2 separate regions of the Mus musculus genome follow, and region 1 is linked to region 2. Evidence: chromatin contacts called from public HiChIP or PLAC-seq data. All regions are on one chromosome and are shown on one strand. The core of a region is the stretch at or near the end of the contact, and the rest is flanking DNA. Distances in the headings are between cores, read along the strand shown.

The links. HiChIP or PLAC-seq counts read pairs in DNA pulled down with a chosen protein or histone mark.
Region 1: a contact with region 2 is called in an H3K27ac HiChIP or PLAC-seq map of embryonic stem cells, with 4 times the contacts expected there. The contact joins two enhancer-like sites. A contact is called at or near these places in 1 of 484 Hi-C or Micro-C datasets (embryonic stem cells) and 1 of 115 datasets of contacts at active chromatin or transcription factors (embryonic stem cells).

What each region holds. Positions count from the first base shown.
Region 1 is chr7:119,719,166-119,724,402 of GRCm38.p6, forward strand. It overlaps Thumpd1 (THUMP domain containing 1), which reads right to left and starts at 4,454. Exons shown (of 5, transcript NM_145585.3): 1 at 4,357-4,454; 2 at 1,346-1,739; 3 at 1-136. The coding sequence starts at 1,576. Within about 2 kb of position 1,641, at least 339 of the 459 cell types and tissues checked have an H3K27ac peak or open chromatin away from gene starts, as enhancers often do. A contact at or near this core is called in embryonic stem cells, where this site is marked.
Region 2 is chr7:119,034,899-119,039,859 of GRCm38.p6, forward strand. No RefSeq gene overlaps it. Among named protein-coding and RNA genes, the nearest start is that of Gprc5b, 42 kb to the left of the region's middle. Within about 2 kb of position 2,938, at least 6 of the 459 cell types and tissues checked have an H3K27ac peak or open chromatin away from gene starts, as enhancers often do. A contact at or near this core is called in embryonic stem cells, where this site is marked.

The sequences.
Region 1 (5,237 bases), core at 391-2,890, 680 kb after region 2:
CACTCTCCACTGACTGGAATCTTCTCAGCCTCTTCTCTGTAGAAGCCTTAATGTCACCAACTTCTTTCTTCAAGGCAGCCTCTGCATCATCGTCTTCTCCCTCACTTCCAGAGGGCTGCTGGTCCTTGTCTATAAACTGTTTATATAAAAACCAACAGGCAAAAATTACAGAACACCTCATGTTCAAATGCTGTAATTAACTACTTATGTGAAACCCCCAGTGGCAGAGGTCTCAATGTTGACAAATAAATTTCTTTATTAGATTAATAAAATACAACTTCCAAAATGTACATTAAGAAATAAATTCCCCGGGCTGGTGAGATGGCTCAGTGGGTAAGAGCACCCGACTGCTCTTCCGAAGGTCCGAAATTCAAATCCCAGCAACCACATGGTGGCTCACAACCACCCGTAATGAGATCTGATGCCCTCTTCTGGTGTGTCTGAAGACAGCTACAGTGTACTTACATATAATAGATAGATAAATAAATAAATAAATTAATTCCCTGTGTGTGGTATGTGTCATCTGAAAATGCTTTCAGACCCATCTGGATAGTGGCAGGCAGGCAATGTGGCTGTGATAGGATTAGAACCAAATGTATGAGAGAACTAAATAAAATCCCTTACTCCCACTATAAGAAAGAGAGCACACAAAGCAGTGGCCGGTGCTTGCAATCCCTACACCTGGGGAGCTGAGGCCAACCTGAGGTAGCCAGCAAAGTCTTCTGTCAAAAACAAAAGGGGCTCCACAAAAAGGGAACTTGCACGAGGCACCAGCATAGACAGGGTCCTGTCCTACCAAGGTCATTTTCAATCAGGTAATAAAAATAATTGTGTACACTGAAGGAGCCTTTACAAATTCCTATTCTGCCCCCCTCCTCTCTAGTAGTGGGGCCTGCTACACTATCTTTCTCCACACTTCAGAGTGTGCAGGTGTATCCGGGATCTAAGCCAAATAATATTGGGGCTGCCAAACCGCCATAGGATGAGATCTGAAATGTATTTTCAAGGGCACTTGGAAAATAGCATCCCTTTCACTATCTCAGATCTTAGCTTGTAGCAACTTCGCACTGACGCGAGAGGTACACATCCGAACGGGTTTTAGCACACTCCCTGGTCCACAGAAGGCAATCGAGACGTGGGAGTCACTGTCGTTAGTGATGTCAAGAAAGCCTAAAGAGCCAGCCCGGAGGCCCACGCCCACCAGGCACATGACCGCAATAGTAGCCACTTTAGGGGCGGGAAGGTAAGCGGGGTCATTCAAGCACTGTACTGGCGCTTTGAAGCAACTGCCGCCTCCGCACCCCAGAAGAGCCCACGGGCGGCTCGCTCTCCCCAAGGCTCGTACCTTTTCCGGCCCGTACATGTCGTCGCCGTACTCGTTGAGCAGGCTGTAGGCCTCCTCCACGCACTTGCGCTCGTTCATGTTGCAGGTGATGAGGATGCCCTGCAGGCCGGGCTCCAGCTGCCGCGGGCCGCCTGCGTCACCGCGTCGGGCCCGCTTGGCCGGCAGGAACTGGGATTTGCCTTTGCGCTTTCCGGCAACAGGCTGAGGGGACTGCTGGGCGGTGGTCGCCATGCTTCCTACTATCCACGTTCCTTGGCGTCTTCGTCTGCGCGGACGCGGGGTGATTGCGTCACACGTACGCGACAGTTTGCCCAAGCGGTCCTGCACGCCGCCTTCCGGTGGCTCCGGTGCCGCCCAGTCCTCGCATAAAGTGACAACAGCTTCCAAGTGGGCTCTGGACGTAAACGTAGATTTTGAACTCCAGCAGAGTGTAAAACGTGCTCACAAAGAAATGGTTTATTTACCCGTTCATATTTGTTTGTTTTAAAGTTAAGGTTTATCGTGCTAGTCGCTGTTTAAAGAACGGAGGTCGTGCCATCAGCAGAACATGACATTTATTGTCCTTATTAGGTTTCTCAGGAGTCACTGGAGTCTACCATATTACCATGAGGAACAGAAGGGACTCAGTGAAGGCAGACCCTGGCACCGTGAGAGCATTAAACACTAAGTTGTAAAATGTGTCTATATTAATACTAGAGCTACTGTATTCATCTCTTTCTCCTTGCCTCTGTTAGACACGGATGTCCTAACATGTGAGAGTGACCAATTGGTAAGATGTTCTGCATACCCCTGGTTTTGACAGGAACGTTACATTTCTTGCTTCTGAACAAAACGATTGAGACAAAAGCAGTTTTGTTCCAAAAAGATTATCTCATCCACACACACACACAATGTGTGATGGATTGTAGAAGTAACTCAAGAATTTAAAAAAAACCTCTTTCTGGACCAACAAGCCAACTCAGCTGGAAAAAGCATTTGCTCCCAAGTCTGAAGATCCCAGGACCCCACATGGTGAAAAGAGGGAAGCCAACTTGGCAACTGTCCTCTAACAGCCAGGTGTGCTCATATACACACATATACATGGGCTTAAACACTCTGAAACATCCTGGTTTAGGGATGCAGTTTAGCCCCTGTGTCCCTGATCCATCAGTATCACCCTGAGTACATTTTGTCATCTGTTTACATCCTTACTGAGATGGACATTTGAACATGCACTAGGCTCCCAAGTCTGTGCTGTTGTCCCTGACTGGTTGGTTCTTGCTGCCTAATTCAAATAAAGATCATGCTTTGCTGGACCCTTGTGCCTGCTTGGGTGGTTTGGATTTTAGAACCCTAACACACATGACAGTAGGGTTAATTGGAGAAGTGATGTTCCTGATTAGGAAAAGAAAGGCTGATGTCAGTGCCCAGTGGAAAGGTGGCCCAGACAACCCTGGGTTGATGGGAATGCCCGGGAACCATGAAAGGTGCTCTCTTTTGGTTTACCTACAAACTTCATCCAAGTAATAGGGGAGAAGAAAAGATAACCGTTTAAGAAAAATAGGGCCAGGTGTGGTGGCGCACAGCTTTAATCCCAGTACTCGGGAGGCAGAGGCAGGCATATTTCTGAGTTCAAGGCCAGCCTGGTCTACAAAGTGAGTTCCAGGACACCCAGGGCTATACAGAGAAACCCTGTCTCAAAAAAAAAAAAAAAAAAAAACCAAAAAGAAAAGAGAAAAAAAGAAGAAGAAGAAAAGAAAACAAAAGAAAAGGAAGATAGAGTGTGACATACCTACCTGGATCTTAGTATAGCTTAGATAGTATAGTATAGATCTTAGATAGAGAATAGAATAGATAGATCTCAGCTAGTGTTTTATAGTAATTAAGTGGAAAGCCTAACACCCTGGTCCCCACATAGGAAAACTGAAGCCTAGAACTTGGAATTTCAGAGAAAACTAAGAATAAACTCAGTCCATCACAGGAAACCAACTGGTTGCATTAGTTATGTTGTCATTTTCTGTTACTGACCCAAGAAACTCCAGATAACCAGCTTAACATAAGACAAGATTTGTTTCAGCTCAGAGTTTAGAGGTCTCAATTCAAAGCCACTTGATGCCATTGCTTCTGACTGGGTGAGACAATATACATTATGACAAGAACCAATACAAGAAAGATTCTCATCTCCTGGTGTCCAGAAGGTAAGACAGAGTTTAGGGTGGGGTCTGAGTTTCTATTAGTCCCATGCGGTCACATGCTCAGTGGCCAAATTTCATCTCACTAAGCCTTACCTCTTTGTTTAGTACTAGGGATCTGACAAAGGCATAAGCCAGACCACTAAGCTATATCCCAATCCTTTTCTTAACTTTTATTCATAAATAGAGTCTAACTTAGTTCTCCAAATTGGTCTGAACTTGTTCTGTGCACCAGATAGGGCTTCATTTGAAATCCTGAATTACAGGGTTGTACCACAAGATTTAATTTCTCTCAGCTCTCAACAGTTCCACACTCTCCTAGTAGCATCACATAAAGATAATAAGTCTTTAATACATGGTGCTTGGAAGGCACTTAAGACCTAAACCAAGTACACTGGTTTGCGAGTACACTGCCTTCAAGAGGGATAGTCCCGATAAAGCAATGAGTTGAACAACAACCATGAAAATAATCTCTTTGCTTGGTTTAATATTTGCCAGATAAAACCCTTCCATTCACATCCCTTGGCGATATGAGGAGGACTTAACAACGTGCCGTGTGAACCGGCCCAATTCAGGAAGTGCTGGTAGCTCACATAAACTTTAAAACTGGAGCCAGAGAGATGGCTCAGTGGCTAAGAGCATGCACAGCATTTGCAGAAGACCTGAGTCCCCAGCACGGGAATCAGGTGGCTCACAACCCCTTATACCTCTAGCTCTGGGGGTCTCCAGTACCCTCCCCCTGGCCTCCACAAGCCCATCTTATGTGGACATCATATCACACACACACACACACACATTTTAAAATAAAAGAAATCTTAACAAAATAAAATAGTTACATACTTTAGTTGATCTTTTAACAGATGCAAGCATCAAGTTCAGTACCACCAGTTACATCCTGAGAGCATTTCTCTGGAGCCATGTCAAGCTTCTTTTGAAGGTGGTACTATCACAAAAATAGAGGTCACTAGGAGAAAGGAAATCACTATATACATGGATTGTTCCTAGATAGGCTCTGTACCAAATAGACTGAAAAAGATCAGAGAGTAAAATAACAAAAAAAAAAATCTAACTGGAATAACAATGCACACATTGTGTCCAGATATGATGGGGAACAAACACCAGCAAAACATCCATGGCTGACATGAGGTAATGGCGTAAGTGAACAAAGGGTTATACAATGCTCAGACAGGTGAGTTGGTCACTAGAATACTGCAATACAACTCAGTTCTTACACTGTTTAGTGATTGCTTTAGTCTCCACAGCTTTAAGGACACATTCCCCAACAAGATTGCAACTACACACTGGCTACAAGTTTCCCAGGCCATCTACCCATCTCACCAAGAGTTGGCTGAGTCTCAAAAGAACAACTCACAGGGCTCCAAAAAGTGCTCTAGATATTACTATAATTTTGTTACAAAGGTTTTCTTTTTTAAATCCAAATAAAGAACCACATAGAGCAAGACCTCTCAGGGCCTGAAATGCAGGGCTGTGGTATCATGTCCTCCTGGAATCAGCTTCTTCATCCTCCAGGAGCATCCTGTGCTCACTAAGCAGAATGCACTCCTGAGTTTTAATTGGATTTTCATTAGATGGGGTTGATTGGTTGAATAATTGGCCTGTTGGTTATACTTCATCCTCAAACCTTTCTTCCCCGGAGGTTGGTCTGGCAAGAGTACCAGGAGAGAATTATACCTTATAATTATACCCTATAACGAAGCAGC
Region 2 (4,961 bases), core at 1,688-4,187:
GGCCAGGCTCTTTCTGGTGAAGAGATTTACAGATTGCTCAAGCACAGCCTCAGCTCGGCTGTCCATGTGTGTGTGGCTCCTCCGGGGATGCTTCTGAGAAAGTGCAGTTGGGGGAAGATTCCTTTCTGAGGATGTACATCAGTCCTTCAGCTTATTGAATGCCTACTGCGTGCTGGGCATTATGCCAACCTCATGAACTGTGAGACTGTGTTGTGTGGTAGGAGCTCTCCCAAGCTTGTTTCTACAGAGAGATGAGGCTCCTGTGGGGGACTGCGTCTGACTTGTGTCTGGGACTCCAGTTTATTCAGGTTCTGGTGTGTGTCCTGTGGCCTGAACAAAAGGCTAACTTCACCTTGCTTTTTTTTCCCCCAACAAGATCATATGCATCCCAGGCTGGCCTCAAATGTGCTATGTAGCCAAGGGTAGCCTTGACCTTTTGCTCTTCCTTGCTCCTCCTGAATTCTGGATTCCAGGCATGTGCCATAAGTCTAGCTATTCACCAATGGGATCACTGTTGGCCTTGTGCATTCCAAGCCAACTCTACCAATGGGACCATATCTCCAGTCCAGGTTTGGGAAGGAACGTGAGTTAAGTTTCGTCATCATGAGAAGTGGGGGATGAGCTGAGCAGTTTTGAAGAGGCCATTGTGATGGATGAGGAGTGAGGGCTGGAGAATCCTTTTAAGAAGCCAGTGGGAGTATTGGGTTCCACTCTCCCTAAACCCTGAGGGGAAGCTGCACATAGATAACTATAGTACCAGAGGCAAGACTCGCCTGGAAGGATCTGACCAACTGTGAGCATGCCCAGAAGATTATGATGTCATCTATACCAGATGTGTGGCTTCAGGAAAGGTCATGTGCCTGAGTACCCAAGACAGGCATGAGCAGTAGTTTGGGTGGTTCCAAATGACTTTATGTGTGACTTTTATGTGACCTTGTCCTTAGGAAGGGATTCTTTGTGGTTGATTTGCTGAGTGTAAATTTCTGCTGTAGGGGAGAGTGGGAAGGGCAGAGGGTAAATGGAGTTCAAATCTTGCTTAGTTTGGACAAATTACTTGGAATCCTATTGCCTCAGTTTCTTGATCTATATACAAGAATCAATAGACTCTACATCACTCTGTCTGTCTGTCTGTCTCCTCCTCCTCTTCCTCCTTCTCTCTCTCTCTCTCTCTCTCACACACACACACACACACACACACACACACACACACACACACACACACACGTTATCTTACTGTTTCCTATTCTCAAGTCTGCTGTTTCCCAACCTTGAGCATCTGATCCCCACCTCTACCCTGACCTTCACATTCCTCATTCTGAAGTTACTCATCATCTTTCATATGTTAAAAAAATCAGTAGCAACATGGGTCTGTTTGTGTCATGAGTCTCAAGAAGAAGAATGAATATAACACACTTGGCCATGGGCATCCTTCAGGTTGGCCTTATTTTTCTTACTCCTTCTGAACCCCCCACTTTCTTGAAGCTAGTGCCTTGACTCTGGGCAGAAGGGACAAGATTAGTAAGAGTGGATCTGGAAAGCCACCAAAGATTCTTTATCCTTTACCCTGTTGGCTATTGTATCTGAACTCCTCAGATTACAGAAAAGGCCCAGAGTTCAAGACGCTTAGCAAAGGTGTCTGTCATGACAGGTGACTCCGGGCCCAATCCCCAGTACTCCCCACCCCCAGATTATCCTTCTATTCACCCCAAAGAATATCTGCAATTTCTGCTCTGAAGTCAAGTTTCAGTGGCTACTGCCCTGGAGGGGAGGAGGCTGCCACAGTGGTTGGTGGATAACGTTTATGTTGAGTCCAGCTTGGCCATGGTAGGGACAGAATGACATGGTTACCACCCCTCGAACAGAGCCAGTAGGCCATGGGCCTCCATGAGTGTTGATGTGGGCATAAACCTTGTTTGTATAATAATAATGTACATATTTTCATGCTCCTTCTTCAGGGAATGTCCTCTCTGCCAAGGCTCATGACTCCATGATAATCAGAGACAGCATGAGTCTGGGAGGCGAGGGTGTGTCTAATGTCTCAGAAAAATGACAGAACACTGTGAACTTCAGTACAGCCCTTATGGCTGTGAGAAAGAACTCTGAAAACATGAGTTCAAAAATACATAATTTCTCAACTATGTAAAATATAAGGATGCAATATAAATTTTATAAGGAGCTTCACAGATCTAAAGCAACAGAGGCAGCTGTACTATGAGCCAGCTTGTCACAAAGATACTAAGGAAGGAGATACAGAGTTTTAGGGAGTGGTAATTGCAAGGCAAGGTAATTGCAAGGAAACCCAGCTAAGTTTCCTTTCTTTCTTCCTTCCTTCCTTCCTTCCTTCCTTCCTTCCTTCCTTCCTTCCTTCCTTCCTTCCTTCCTCCCTCCCTCCCTCCCTTCTCTCTCTCTCTCTCTCTCTCTCTCTCTCTCTCTCTCTCTCTCTCTATTTTTTTTTTGAGACAGGGTTTCTCTGTATAGCCCTGGCTGTCCTGGAATTCACTCTGTAGACCAGGCTGGCCTTGAACTCAGAAATCTGCTTGCCTCTGCCTCCCAAGTGCTGGGATTAAAGGTGTGCACCACCACTGCCCTGCAGTTTTTTCTTTATGCTTACAAAGGCAGGTAGATTCCTGATTTCAAGGTCAGCCTGGGACAGAGGGAGTTTAGGTCCATACCCAAGCATGGTAAGAATGATAATTTCAGATGGAGTCCCACTTAGCTAGCTTATTATCTGTGCTTTAAAAGGACAGGTAGATCTCTAAATTCTTTTACAATATAAAAAAAATGTGTTTTCTGTCTCTTAAAAAACAAGAGGCTGGGGTCCTGGAATGCTGATTTGTGAGTCAAAAGGGAACCTGGAGTAAATGACTGAATTGATATGTAAATAAAAGACCAGGCTTGGTCTGTGAGCTGAGCTATCTGGAAGAGCTGTCAGGAGATATCCAGAGTTTTTTGAATTGCATTAAAAGGCTGTCTTGAGCAGAGAGCTGTCTGGAGATCTCCAGAGAAAGCTGATGTGAGTGTGTGTGTTTGTGTTTGTGTGTGTGTGTGTGTGTGTGTGTGTGTGTGTGTGTGTGTGTGTATGTAGGGGAAGGGAGGGAGAGAGGGAGGGGGAGGGGGAAAGAGACGGGGAAGGGAAAGGCAGAGGGAGACAGAGGGAGAGGGAGAGGGGAAAAAGAGAGAGAGAGAGGGAGGGAGAGAGAGAGAGAGAGAGAGAGAGAGAGAGAGAGAGAGAGAGAGAGAGAGAGAGAGAGAGAGAATTTATATCCAGAATTCTAGCACCCTTAGATAGTACTCCGTGTTTCCTGGGAGATGTGAGCCCTTGTATAGTGAGACCTCTTCTGATGTGACTTCAATTTCCTTCTGTTTGTTTCCACCAGCTTCTCTGTATTCATTATGCTGTGTCTTGGTGTGAATTTAATTTTAACCATTCTACTCAGGACTTGACTTCTTTCTTGACATAAGTGCAATGTCTTTCAAATATCTGGAAAATTCTCATCTACTTGCTTTTTGAAAAAAAAAAAAGTCTTTAAGTCTTCTCTTTGTTCTCATGTTTGAAATTTTTTTAGATTTTGGAGTCTCTCATCTCTATCTATTATCAATCAATCTATCATCTATCTATCCACCTCTATCTATCTGTCCATCTATCTATCTGTCCATCTATCTATCTGTCCATCTATCTATCTGTCTATCTATCTATCTATCTATCTATCTATCTATCTATCTATCTATCTATCTATCTACCTATCTATCTATCTATCTACTTATCATCTACTGATCTGTCACCACATTTTTGTGTTTTGTTTTTTTGTGTGCATGTGTGTGTGGGTGGCATATGTGCATGCATGTCATTGAGCAGGTTCAGAGTCCAGAGGAGGACTTTGGGTGCCCCCCTGTGTCATTCTCTTTCCTATTCACATGAGACAGATCTCTCACTGAACCTGGAGCTAGGCTGGTAGCCAGAAAGCCTCAGGGAGTCTGCTGCCCCCATCTACACAGTGCTGGGGTTACAAGCATGACAATGTCAAGCTTTTCCCGTGGGTGCTGGAGACTTAAACTAAGGTCCTTGTGCTTTGCCGAGCCATTTCTCCAGGTTGACATTTCTATCTCTTTATCTCTCCAAGTAGAAGGCACCCAGGTTAATGGGGCAGAAGCAGCTGGGGTAGTTGAGACTTCACTTGCCTCACTTTCCTCACATCGCTGTGCACTTCTGTCTCTGCCAGGGAGGACACATGCTTTGTATATGCTGTTGCCTCTAGACTTCTGTGGAGTGTGTGGCACAGCAGATCCTTATGTTGTGGACTCCTGGGATCTGGGGCAATGGGGATGGTCAAAGTCCTTGGTTGGCAGGACCATCCTGCAGTTCTGCTGACCATTCAGTTTTCTTTGTCAAAAGACTTCTTCTTCTTCTTCTTCTTCTTTTTTTTTTTTTTTTTTTTTTTGAGGCAGGGTCTTACTCTGTACTCCAGGCTGACCTGAAACTCCTATAAAACCTCAAACCCATAGTAATACTCTTGTGTCATTCTCCTGATTGTTGAGATTATAGGCAGGGGCCACTGTGCATCCCTATCATGTATTTATGGGTGGATATATTCTGTCCACACAATCACCCTACAGGACTTAACTTCTTCTTCCTTTTTTCTTCTTCCTTCTTTCCTTTCTCCCTTTCTTCCTCCCTCTGTCCTTCCATTCCTTCCTTTCATCCTTCCTTCTTTCCTTCTTCCTTCCTTCCTTCTCTTCCCCCTTCCCTTCCTCCTTTCCTTCCCTTTCTCCTTCTCTCCCCTTCCCTCCCTCTGCCTTTCCCTTCCTTCCTTCCTTCCTTCCTTCCTTCCTTCCTTCCTTCCTTCCTTCCTTCCTCTCCCCCTCCCTCCCTTGCTCCCTCTCTCCCTCTTTCTTTCTTCCTTCCTCCCTCCTCCCTTCTCTCTTTCTCCCTCCCTCCCCTCTTTCTTTCTTCCTTTCTTTCT